2 separate regions of the Mus musculus genome follow, and region 2 is linked to region 1. Evidence: chromatin contacts called from public Hi-C data. All regions are on one chromosome and are shown on one strand. The core of a region is the stretch at or near the end of the contact, and the rest is flanking DNA. Distances in the headings are between cores, read along the strand shown.

Region 1 (6,304 bases), core at 2,411-4,910:
CCAAGCATCTCTCTATTAGATTCTGCGTTCTATACCAAGAGCTGTAGCTCAGGGGCTCGTTGTCAACAAAGTCCAAGGAGGAGGGAAAAGGCTGTACCAGAGCAACCATCAGTAGGTTGCTAAAGTACGGAGATGCCTGACAAGGGCCAGGCACTTTCCCACGTGGTAAGATGCACAGTGTCCTAGCCTGCATTGAATCTAGAATCGAATGACGACATTACCTGTGAAATGAAATCCATTGTCCAGGAAGTAGAAACATGGGGTGCATAGTGGAGAGGTTCAATTAGTGCTTTATGGCTCAGTGGGTAAGAGCACTGAGTGCTCTTCAGAAGGTCCTGAGATCAAATGCCAGCAACCACATTTGAAGGAAGAAAGAAGAAGAAGGAAGAAGGAAGAAAGAAGGAGAAGGAGAAGGAGAAGGAGAAGGAGAAGAGGAGAAGGGGGAGAAGGAGGAGAAGGAGGAGAAGGAGGAGAAGGAGGAGGAGGAGGAGGAGGAGGAGGAGGAGGAGGAGGAGAAGGAGAAGGAGAAGGAGAAGGAGAAGGAGGAGGAGGAGGAGGAGAAGGAGAAGGAGAAGGAGAAGGAGAAGGAGAAGGAGAAGGAGAAGGAGAAGGAGAAGGAGAAGGAGAAGGAGAAGGAGAAGGAGAAGGAGAAGGAGAAGGAGAAGGAGAAGGAGAAGGAGAAGGAGAAGAAGAAGAAGAAGAAGAAGAAGAAGAAGAAGAAGAAGAAGAAAGAAAGAAAGAAAGAAAGAAAGAAAGAAAGAAAGAAAGAAAGAAAGAAAGAAAGAAAGAATTATGTCAATAAAAGCTACTTCAGATTTGAAAGATAGAGGCAACAGCATTTCCTTACAGAATCCAGAATGTGTGTTAAAGCTGCATTGTCAAGGCCCCCTTACACCTTTGGGACTGAGGGGAACCTAAGATAGGCATTTGGGGAAAACTCCTCAGGACACTCAGGGTGTCTGAGGTAGGACACCGGACTATCAGTCATGACAGAAATGGATGCCAGGGACTGCATGGCCAGGCCAGGGATCTGTCTGAATATGGTGAATTGTAATGAAGGATCCAGAAAGAGGACCAACACCGTCACAGGGAAGGAGGGAAACAGAAGGTGCTGGAATGAGTCTTAGGGTCCAGTGTGGCAAAGATGACTGGACCACACTGATGGTACAATAGAAAGCAGAGTCCAAGGTGACATGGGCCAGCCACTGTTGGCATCAACCATATTGGACACATGATAATACTGAGTGTGCATAATTTACTTAAAATGTAGTAAAAATATTAAAATCACGATGATGCGAAAACCACAATCCATGGCTGTGTCTATGCTCAGAACTTGCTAACCATATGGGCTTCTCACATAACCGTTACTGCATTTTAACCTTCCCAATTACCCTGTCACAGAACGGAGTCTCAAAGCTCAAAATTATGCAAATTCTCCAAGGCCACATATACAGAGGGAAGGCAGAGGCAGGACCTGATTGTACCCTTCTGGATTCCCCAGACCTTGCATGACAGCTACTGACTTCCACTAACTAAAAATAATCCTCCCCCCCCCAAAAAAATTTCTTTCCAAGGGAAAAATATTGTTACATGGCCATTGCCACTTTGAAATACAGATCACTATCTTTTTTGTTGGCTAGGAAGGGTCTAGAGTGGTAGCTGTGGTCAGAGTATGTTGTTTAACTGTGTCAAAGTGTCCTAAAATCGTTACTTTGTACAAATGAATAACACCAACAACATCTTATAAGTAATTGTTCAGTTAGCTCCTGGCTGCCTTTTTAGACCTGGTAAGATGGAAAGACACCAACAGTTCAAATATAAGACAGATGCGGTGTGCGCAGAGCCCTGGGGCTCTGAACGGAAACTCTTGCTCAGTTACTTCGCTTTGCTATTTCATTTTTGAGACAGGTTCTTGTCCTGAGACTTTGGGTAACCTGTATTCACTATGTAGCCCAGGCTGAGCTCAAACTCCCAGTTGCTGGGATTATGGGCTTCTGCCACAACACCCAGCAGGTTTAAAATCCACATGTTATTGCTACATGACCCCTGTGCCTTTTGGGTTCATGGTCCTTTGTTTGGGGCCCAGCTCCCTAAAGCTTCAGTCTTTCTTCCCCATTTTAACAGTTCCACGGTGACATCTGCTGGAAACTAGAGCAGCTCAGATCCTGTCCCCTGCAGGACACTCCTGCTGCTGCAGATTATGCAGGGGACATGTGAGGTGGTCACCACAGTCCTTCCTTAGTTGGTCAGTGACAGGGCACATTGAAAGCTGAGTTCTCAGATGATAAGCACCCGGACTTTGGGTCCTTAGGGGCTGGGCACAGGCTCTACCCACATTCCAGACAGAAAGTCCTCAAAGGAAGCCCATGGTCCAGTGGCCAGGACTCTCAGGCTCTGAGCCCTGGTCTGCCTGCTGTAGTTAATTGTGTCCCCGGCACGGCCTTCCTGATACCCCGTTTGTTTCTCTGTGGATCTCCAGGATTCTTGGCTTAATAACAACCTAAAACGGAGAGGCCCCCAGCATGACCGAGAAGGCGACGACTTCTGCAGAAAGTGCCAAAATGTTTTAGAAATAAATGGCAGAAAACAAGAGTCTCACGGATTTTCACCAGGCAGCATAGTAATTTGTGTGATGTATTTTTAACTGTGGAGATTGATGGAGAAACCACTTAACTATAATGTGAACTGGAGATTGTCAGCTCTGCAGTTCATGCTGTGGCAAATAGAGAGGTGCGTGTGTGCACGTGCACACACACACACACACACACACACACGCACACACGAGCACATACACGCGCACACACACACATGTGCACACACGCGCACACACACACATGTGCACACACGCGCACACACACACATGCGCACACATGCACACACACACCAGTGAGAAATGTGTGTGGGCCAGTAAGAAGTGTGTATGTTTGTGTGTGGGGGCCAGTGAGAAGCATGTGTGTGTGTGAGTGTGCCAGTGAGAAGCATGTGTGTGTGTGTGTGTGTGTGTGTGTGTGTGTGTGTGTGCCCCAAATCAGCTCTTATTTGAGTCCTAACTCCCCATGTTTCCGGGAACTTTCTGTTGTTTAGAGCGATCTTGTTTCTGAGGGAAAGAATCTGGGCAGCCTATGAACTCTCTTAAGCCAGTGTCCCGCCACTTCTCCTTTTTCCTTCTTGGCTGTCTTGTTTTTTGTTTTAGCAGACATTCTGGTGTAGGGACAGCTTGAGACTCAGGATCTCTCCAAAACTGCACCTGAAAAACATTTATCAGACTCACTAATCCTGTGCTAACCTGAGTTCCTGCTCTACTTCTCCGAAGGGAGCCTTTGGAGAACCGGCGAGACTTTCCCAAGCCTGGATTGCTACATGGAGAGTCACATAGGAACAACTACCCTCTCAGTTCTCCTCAGGATGAAGCTGAGCTTTTAGTGCAGTCGGGAAAACAGACCCTAACAGCCCTGTAAACACTGAGGCATCCACCTTTCCGAAGCTTTCCAAGGATATAAATCTCTTTCTCTGGCCTCCTCTTCCTCACACTCCCTTCTGCCCTATTTCCTGTTCGGCCAGACCTCAATCATCTTTAGAAATGGGCTCAAAAGACTTGAAATGTCCCTGGTTTTCCAAAGGAATGATTTCCTCATGGGTACATCGCGCCGCCTTGTGGCAATTTTAAAAGTTGCAGCCCGAGTTTATAATTTTTAAAGCTATAGGTCCATAGCTTTCTTCTCATGGCTCATCAATAGCTACAAGGCTCGTCAATAGCTACAAGGCTCATCAATAGCTAGCTGTCACCGTGGACTGATACCAATCCCAGCGCCATGACTGATTTTCATCAAAATAAATTTGTTTTGACTTGTTCTGAGAGGCCAAAACCTACTCTATCTTGGAACTGGCCTCCATCTTAAAAGAAAAAGAAAAAGAAAAAGGAAAAAGAAAAAGAGCCTGAGAACTTGACCCCCAGATGAACCCAAGCTGCACCCAAGTACCAGGAAGGACTCCACATCTTGTTCTTGGCCAGAGTCACTCCCTAGCTACTTCCTAGCAACAGTTAATAAAAGATCAGTCTGATTGTTTCAGATGTACTATCAGACTGATTGTTCATGGTCTTGCTTTAGACCACCCACCTTATAATAGTCATGCTATTAAATACTTGCCAGGATGGACCCCACCTCCACCCCCTCACTTGCTCCCATTTCCCTATAAAACTTTGTCCTGATGAGAGCCCGTGGCTGCTTCATCAAACTATCCAGTGGGTCAGCAGTGTGTAAGCCCAAACTCAGGTTTCCAATAAGGAGACCCTAATGTGATTACATCGGAAAAGGCTCCTTGGTGGTCTTTTGGGTTCACGAAAGAAGTACTTCCTGGCACAACAGTTCCGGTTTGCAAGTTCCTTGTGGATCTTTCTTTGGCCCAGACACCTCTCTCTTCCTGGTTTGTTGCCAGAAAGGCATCAGCAAGTCTCCAGTGTCTTGTGCGTCTGTGTTGTGACTTCAGTCAGCTTCAGAAGTCCATGCTGAGATAAGCCTGCCCTTGCAATCTGTCAAGTAGGCTCACATAGCTCTCTAACGTGAGCAGCTATGCCCTCCTCCTAGGACAGGTTAGAGACTGGACGGAGTTCTCCTTGTAGTATTCACACCGAGGCCTGCCACTTCCTGTGTGAGTCATGTCTATACCTATGTTCTCATGGCTCTCCAATAAAAGAACCGTTGTGCAAATGAATTTTGGAAATGTATTACAGGTCCCCAGGAACAGTAAAAAAACGTCATAGACATTTAAGACAGCTTGATTTAATCATTCCACAATCCTTCCCACCGTGTCATATGTGTTTGTGTGTGTGTGTGTGTGTGTGTGTGTGTGTATGAAATCATTGCTTGTCAACTAAAGAGGGAAAAGATAACTTAACCGAAGCCTTCAGAACCAGGACCACATGAAGACACGACAGGTGGGGAGGTCAGTTCTGATCCAGATGACTCAACAGTGCGAGTAGTTGTATTTTCTAGTCTTCCTGGCATTTAAGAGAACATCAGAAATCCATACTTCTGCTTAGAATGCTCCGAAGTCTCCTTAGATCCTGATCAGTCACTCGGGGAGGAGGGGAGAGGGCGTTCAGCACCCACTGCTCATTTACCGATAACCAAGATGTCTTTCAATATGTCACTGGAAAGAAGGAACTTTGGATCATCCAGAAAATAGAATACTATTCATGGCTAGTGATAAGTTACAATCGGACCACGAAAGATTCAGAAAGAAAACTTACATAACAAATCCAAGTCGTTATTTTGATGCTTTGCCACCAAAAGGCAGAAAAGGAGGTGAAAGAATCAGGAAACCACTTTATGTTAAGTGAGATAAAGCAATCACCAAAGGACACAAACCACGTAAGATTCTGGGAAACATAAAGACGTTGCGATGGCAATGGCGATGATGATGATGATGGTGGTGATGGTGATGATGGTGGTGGCGGTGGTGGTGGTGATGGTGACCAGTGTGTAGCATTTCCATGAGGCTTTTCTCTGTGGTTTTCTTCGGCTTTTCTGTGCGTTGTTACAATTAGCGGGCATTTCCTACACCAGCCTCCAACACTGCTGTGTGCACCACTGTCTGACGGTGCTCATCACCCTGAGTTTCCAGAGAGTGAGGTGAGGAGAATGCTGTCATTGAGGATGTAACATCTCAGGTGCAACTAGTGTTGGCAGATTTTCATCTCTGCATTAAATTAGAAGTAGACCCCGGGAGCCTTTTACTGCAGAGAGAACAACCGCCAAGTGGAAGCAAGAGAAACTCACGGAGGATCCTCGGTTTTTCTCACAACCTGGTGATAAATTCAGAGTTCAAGCCATCTGCTCACATACGGACCATTTTCTTTCTCAAGAGCCCGAGCTTCTCTTGTCTGTGCGTACTTACAGAGACAGCGGGGAACTGAGTATTCCAGTGCCTCTGTGCCCTTTAACCTGGGCGAGTCACTGAACCTTCCTCGGCTCTTGTTTATTTGAGTGGTTTCATCATTTTCAGTGTCACTATTGGCATTATTATTATTTATTAATTATTATTGTTTCTTTAAGACTTATTTCTTATTTTCTTTCTGAGTGTTTTGCACACATGTAAGCACTTGTCTTTATGACTGTTTTGCCTGTACATATGTAAGCACAGCACATGCAGACCAGAATGGGACAGGGGATCCATTGGAACTGGAATTACAATTAATTGTAAGCTTCGTTGTAGATGAGGGGGATCAAAGCCAGGTCCTCTGGAAAAGCAGAATTTACTCTTAACTGCAGAACCATGTCTCTATCCACCCTCGAAGACCTCA
Region 2 (6,304 bases), core at 2,677-5,176, 1.4 Mb before region 1:
TGATTGACAGCTGGGCCCTCTGGGTCAGCCCGATGGCCCCGTGTCTTTATATTCCTGGCTCCAAAGGGAAAGCCAGGGTCCTGCCTAGAGGTTGGAGGTGAAAAGAAATGTTGGAGGGTAATGAAAAATCTTTTGGCCAAATTTGTGATCATGAACACTTACCCTGGGGAATCAAAGCCAGTCCAAGTGGCCATGGGGTAAAACCAGAATGAGGACCGGGAACTCGGGGAGGGATTCGTGGCTAGTGATGCCCCAGGCCTTGCAGGGGCTGGGAAGGATACCTAGGCACACAAAAGCTCACTTTTTCTTTTATCTTTTTTTTTAAACTTTTTTTCTCCTCCTCATTGTTTTCTGTTGAGGAAAGGAGACCCCCTAACCATGTCTTTGGCTACCTTTTACATTCTCCATCCGGGTTGTCAGATGAGACTTCAAAAACCTTCCTTTTCGGTGTTCTTAGTAGAAAGCAGACAGAATCTGAAACAGCCCAACATTTGGGGGAGGGAAAAAAAAAGCTTTGCAAGCTGATCTCAATGCGTAATTAGAATTTACAACCTTTGAATGTTCCTCCCCTGTTTATTTTCAGCTATAACCTCCATCTGAGATTATAAGTGCAGATTTAAATGTTCCAAAATGCCGCACTCCACCCTGGGTGTCACCATCCACAGTACTTGATTGACACCTATCATTATGGCCTCAATCTTGCTCCACTTCTTTTCCCCACTTCACAGTTTAGGGTTCCTGCCTGGGACAAGAAGAGTGCTGTTTAATGCAATCACAGACCTGTGCTCATTTGAATAGAGTAGTCAGAATGAACTAGTGAGTTCTGTGCCTCCAATTGGCCGGCCCTTGCTGTTCATTACCTACTTCGTTTGAGAAGCCGCAGCACTGATCTTTAAACATCGCTGCTCCTAGAAGAACAACTGAGAAGTCCAATGGCAGTGCGGCAGCAAGCCTTGACCACGGTCTCACATTCTTGCTTTTATTTACTTCCCCAAGTGCTAAAAGTATGGCTCCCTGACCTAGATCAAGGTGGTGACTGTGATCTAGGATGCAAAATAGTATTAACATGACTGTCCTCTACTCTTAAAGAAACAGCTGCATTTCAAAAATAATACCAAAGATCAGGAAAGAGCCTTCCTCTGTGTAAAAAATAACATCTATTCGAAATCATGGTGCGCATTCTGAGATAGCAAACTTGAATGAGACGCAGGAGAACACCTGAGGAGTCAAAGCTTAATTTGTGTATACAGTTGGCTTTCTCTGTAATATCTGATTCAGACTCCGTAACGAAAATGAAATCACATTAAATTAACTGTAAAAAATAAGTTGATTTAATTAAGCACAGAAAGACTTAATAGATATAATAAAATGTTAAAAAGTCAAATGATGTGCAGTTACATTTCAGTTAACACCGCTCAACAAATGTACTAAATTTATTCCTTTCAATAATGATGTGTTTTGAACATTTAATTAGATAAATAATGTCTAATCACTTCAGCAGATCTGAACTGGAAGGGCTTCTTGTCATCAAAGGTGATTCGAGCTTCATCTGCTTCCTTTCCAAGGGAGAGCAAAGCCTGTGAACTTCGGCTCTGCTCAGAGATGGGCAGAAGGAAGGTAAAGGATGCCTTTCATGCCTCATTAGAATGCAGGGTTTACTAAACAAACCTCTATTTACAATAACAGGAGTGTTATTCGGAACAGGCATCTACTTGTTTGCCCTTTTTCAAGCATCAGAGACTATAAGTAGCTGATAAGAAAGGTATTCAATGTGAGATGTCCTATAATTCATCATAGTACCGTTTCCTTTAATAACTACTTTGCTCAAGTGATTGGCATGATTACAAGAAAATTACTTCAAATTATTCATCTCTTATCTTTCCTGTAAGATGTCCTAAGTTGGATGATAGTTAGCATAATGGGGCCCTATTAATTACTAATGTAGAAAGTCCTTCAAATTTGGGTAGAGTTTGTAGCCCAAATAACGAAAATACTGCCAAATTCAAACCTCCATCATGTGCTGCTTAAGATGATGCCACCCACTGTCTATTAGATGGAATGTCAAGAACATTTAATTCTTCCTTTGGAATTTGCTAAGATGAACCCTGCCTGCGTATGAGAAGCAGACACACAAAGAGCATTTATGTGCGTACACACACATGGGAGTGCACACATATACACACACAATGCTCTCTCTCTCTCTCTCTCTCTCTCTCTCTCTGTCACACACACACACACACACACACACACTCACTCACAAATGCACATACACTTGAGCATACACTCAATGCCCCAAAGTATTGATGCCTTCTGAAATGTAGAAATGATTAACATAAAATTACCACTTCAAGCTTATGGTGTTAATTCATCCATATTTTTTCTAGAAAGAAATAATTCTTGGTCGAGAATCTTTCCATTGCTAATACTGCCTTCAGTGATATATTTGGGGAAATGAATGCATATATCCACTTCCTCTCAAGCCATCATATAGTATAAAATTGTGTTAAACCTTGACAATTTTTAATGTATAGATAGGCCAGTGCTCGAAAACCATTTTTTATTTCTTCTCTTAAGTTGGGGGAGAAGGCATAGTAGAACCCCAATTACAGAGTCTCTTTTGTATGCATTCAGTTCGTTTGTCCCAGTTTGGCTACCTTTATTTCTATGCTTTGAAGACTCTTTGTCTTTTTCATAGTGCTGAATTTCTATTTCAGAAAACTTAAAAATATATAACTATGTTATTGTTTATGAACCAACACTGAGAATATAAAATCACATCTATTAGGTCATAACAATGTAGGCACCAGAAAGAAAACTCCCCTTGTAGGTAAATAGTAACTGCCAGTGGGGAACAATTAAAAAGTCCTTGAAACTTTGAATCTTTTCCCTCTTTACATAAACATCCAAAGCTGTTTTCAGTTGGATTTGCTGCAGTTGCACAAGCATACCCCCATGTATGTAAAGCTCAATATAAAAATTAAAAACGCACCGTGACCCGTATACTCTGATATCTAGAGAGCACCATGGCAGTGCCGCTCCAGCTTCTTTGCTAGTAGGAGCCTCCCTGTACTCTCCCCACGTCTGGCTCATTAGAAGACCGTCTGTCTAGCTTGCAGCCCTTCACAAGTTGCAGATGCGGTGCCTTCCTTCCATGAAGAGCTTTCGACCCTTCCTTCATGCTGGGGACTCTTTTCTTTCATCTTGTGTCTTTGCTCACCTGGCTGAGTCTGTAGTTTCCAAACTTTTTTTCCTTCCAACCACTGACTTATTTCCATGCGTGCTAGCTTTCTGACAGTCCCTGGGATCTGTGTTGCTGAGGCCACATCTTTGGGACCCTTCAAGTATCCTAGTAAAACATTGCTTATGTTTCTGTTGGCAAGGGACAACCTAGAATTTAAAATATAACTGAGCCATCATTCCCACTTAAATGTACAATGCTACTATGTAACAAACTCATTAGGATTTGTTTGATCAGATCAGTGGTAAGTAGGGAATAAAATTTAAGGCTTGTGGGTTAAGTCTGGATTACATCTATTTTACATTATATGATTGATCTTAGAATTTTCAGAAGGAAAATATATGTGTTGAATTATGTTTTCATTAATTATTGGTAACAATGCTTAAGAACTATATATAGAAGGTAAAGATTACTTCATCTTGCAGTATGTACAAAGCATTATACGATGTAACATTAATATTATTAAAAAGTGAGGTTTTTCTGTGTGTGTGCGCCTGTTTTCCCATTCTCTTCGTTTTCTGTCCATTTTGTGCCTGTTCTGAAGGATCTTACACAGTCAAACTTGGGAAATTTGTGCTTACTTGTGAGCAATTTAAGTCTTCTATTTAAAATTCAGGAAAGTAGTCTTGTTTGGGTGGCTTTTTCATGTGCAAGTTGCATAGTCTGGAACTTGGCCCTTCTCTGGAATAAATTAAATCCCAAAGGCCGTGTGAGCCTGTGCTTAGTCATGAGTGTCCCAAGAAAACTGCTTAGTCACTCCCTACCTCAGTTTCTTCACTTACAAGAAATGTTTTTGATCCAAACTATTTTTAAAACTTACACTTATATGCTTTGGAGAAAAGACAGACTGTGTAACTAAATCCTAACTGCTTTAGAATGCAGAGACCTCATGAAAGACACGGAAGGGAAGGGAAGAAGTGGGATCTTTGTTCTCTGAATGGCAAATTTAAATTCCTTGGAGACTTCTCCCATGTTCTTCATCAATTAAAATGCTCACAGATACAATGTGAGGTGATTTAGGGTTAAAGCAGTGGGCTGAGACCCGGAGAGTCTCTGAGCCCTCAAGTTGTACTTGGGAGTGTGGTCGGGCAGGGTGGCCTTCTGAGGAGTCCCTCCACTCTGGTACCCCATCCTCCACCTGTGACTTCTGCTCCTGGAATTCCATGGGAACAAAATTCAAAGGAAGATATAAGATAATAAAGAAACTTGAAACTGCAGAATCATGTTTTGTTGTTGTTGTTTTAAGAATGAAATTTAAAAAAATTTAATTCCATTGACCAATAGTCCTGATATGCATACGTGGCACTGATCCATTTAGAAAGATTGATTTAACAATTTTTGGGGGGAGGAGTTGGAGAGGTACATAATCTGATAATTCTCCCACCCTCTTTCTTCTTCTGTTTAAAAGTGTATCGACCCGTTGTATCAGCCAGGCAGTGGTGGTGCATGTCTTTAGTCCCAGCACTTAGGAGGCAGAGACAGGCAGATCTCTGTGAGTTTGAGGCCGGACTCCTGAGTCCAGGACAGCTAGGATTACATACAGAGAAACCATGTCTTGAAAAAAGCAAATCAAAACAAAAGTTAATCATTCTAACATAGAGTTACTTAAAATGTGAGTTATATTGCTGTATATTAAAATAAAGCATGGGTTTAGAAATTAAAAAAAAAAAAAAGAACAAAATCAGAGAGCCAGAAAGATGGACCAGTGCGTACCAGATGAGATAAGTCTGAAAACAGGAGCTCAGTTCCTGGAGCAAAGGACCAATGGCCAGAGGTTAGCCAGTTTGTGAACTTCCAGGATTCTCCAATATCCAAGTCTTATCTCACTGAAGCAGAACGAGGATTATAAATGCGCACTGCCACCCCCAGGTTTACCAGGGTACCAGGATCTGAATTCAGGTCCCCAAGATTTCATGGCAAACCTTCTACCCACTGAGCCATTTCCCAAGACAAAGGTTTTGTTGTAGTAGTTATTGTTATTGTTGTTGTTTGTTTGTATAAATAACCTTTGCAAGGTCTGTGGCAAGAAGAAATGACAGTGTGGATTTCAAACATCTTCTAACCACCTCAGCTGGGTAGCTTGGACTTGGTTACTTATTAACGGCTGTCAAGTCTCTGCTGTCTGCTTGTGGAGAAGATCATCCAGTGGACCATTTATCCCTGGCAGAATCCAGAATTCTTGGACATGTCCTGATTAACAGCTTATAGCATCACCCTGTCTCACTGAGGATAGCAGTAGCATTGCAACGAGTATGACTGGAAGACGAAAAGAAAGCATGAAATTATAAAATAAACAGATAGAGCTATGAAATGGCATAATGTTCTAGGACAGTTTTATTTCTTCAACCATGAAAATAAAACTTCCACATATTTGAAGTCATAAGGAAACCAACATCTATTACACATGCACACACACACACACACACACACACACACACATACATGCACACACACATACAAGCACACACACATAAGCTTTTCTAGTAGTAGAATACACACACATAAAATGAATTAAAGTAGAATTTCTATAAAAGGAGGCTAATAGTATCCCTACTAGACACCAAAGACTAAGAAATTAACAGCTGAGTGTCAGGATTGGACACTTCTTTTGGAATTGTTGGTCAATGGTGCCATAGATTCCCAAACAGTACAGACATTTTATCACTACTCCTGGTTACACTGCAGAACTTTCCAGACCCTAATTGTTGTAGATACAACATTCCTAAGTTTTAGAATATAAACAAACAAACAAACAACACGCAGCTACTGACCAGGAGCTTCATCCCTGTTGGCTGATTTTGTAGCACCAAAGGCAAGTAATTATTAGTCTTACCCAGCAGTGAGCCTGGCTACAGTAATGGGTGGCCAAGGAAAACATGCCCATGGGTACAGTAGTGGCATAAGCCTCATGGAGAAAGCAACCACCTTCTGAGTAGATTTAAGATAGCTCCACAAATGAAACCTATGAATTGAGCCATTACAGGGCCAAGAACCCATGGACAGACTGGCCAGGTCATATGCCCCAGAGGAGAACCAACTACTGTTTGACATGGAATTAAGTCAATT

The links. Hi-C and Micro-C count contacts between places; a contact is called where the count stands out from the background.
Region 2: a Hi-C map of cortical neurons shows a contact between it and region 1, with 5 times the contacts expected there. The contact joins two enhancer-like sites. A contact is called at or near these places in 4 of 484 Hi-C or Micro-C datasets (cerebral cortex, cortical neurons and neural progenitor cells), 3 of 115 datasets of contacts at active chromatin or transcription factors (astrocytes, embryonic forebrain and forebrain) and 2 of 9 other capture datasets (embryonic tail and embryonic trunk).

Annotation. Positions count from the first base shown.
Region 1 is chr1:40,876,592-40,882,895 of GRCm38.p6, reverse strand. No RefSeq gene overlaps it. Among named protein-coding and RNA genes, the nearest start is that of Tmem182, 74 kb to the right of the region's middle. Within about 2 kb of position 3,660, at least 10 of the 459 cell types and tissues checked have an H3K27ac peak or open chromatin away from gene starts, as enhancers often do. A contact at or near this core is called in cortical neurons, where this site is marked.
Region 2 is chr1:42,251,608-42,257,911 of GRCm38.p6, reverse strand. It overlaps Gm28175 (a long non-coding RNA gene), which reads right to left and starts at 60. Exons shown (of 4, transcript XR_865384.2): 1 at 1-60. Within about 2 kb of position 3,926, at least 4 of the 459 cell types and tissues checked have an H3K27ac peak or open chromatin away from gene starts, as enhancers often do. A contact at or near this core is called in cortical neurons, where this site is marked.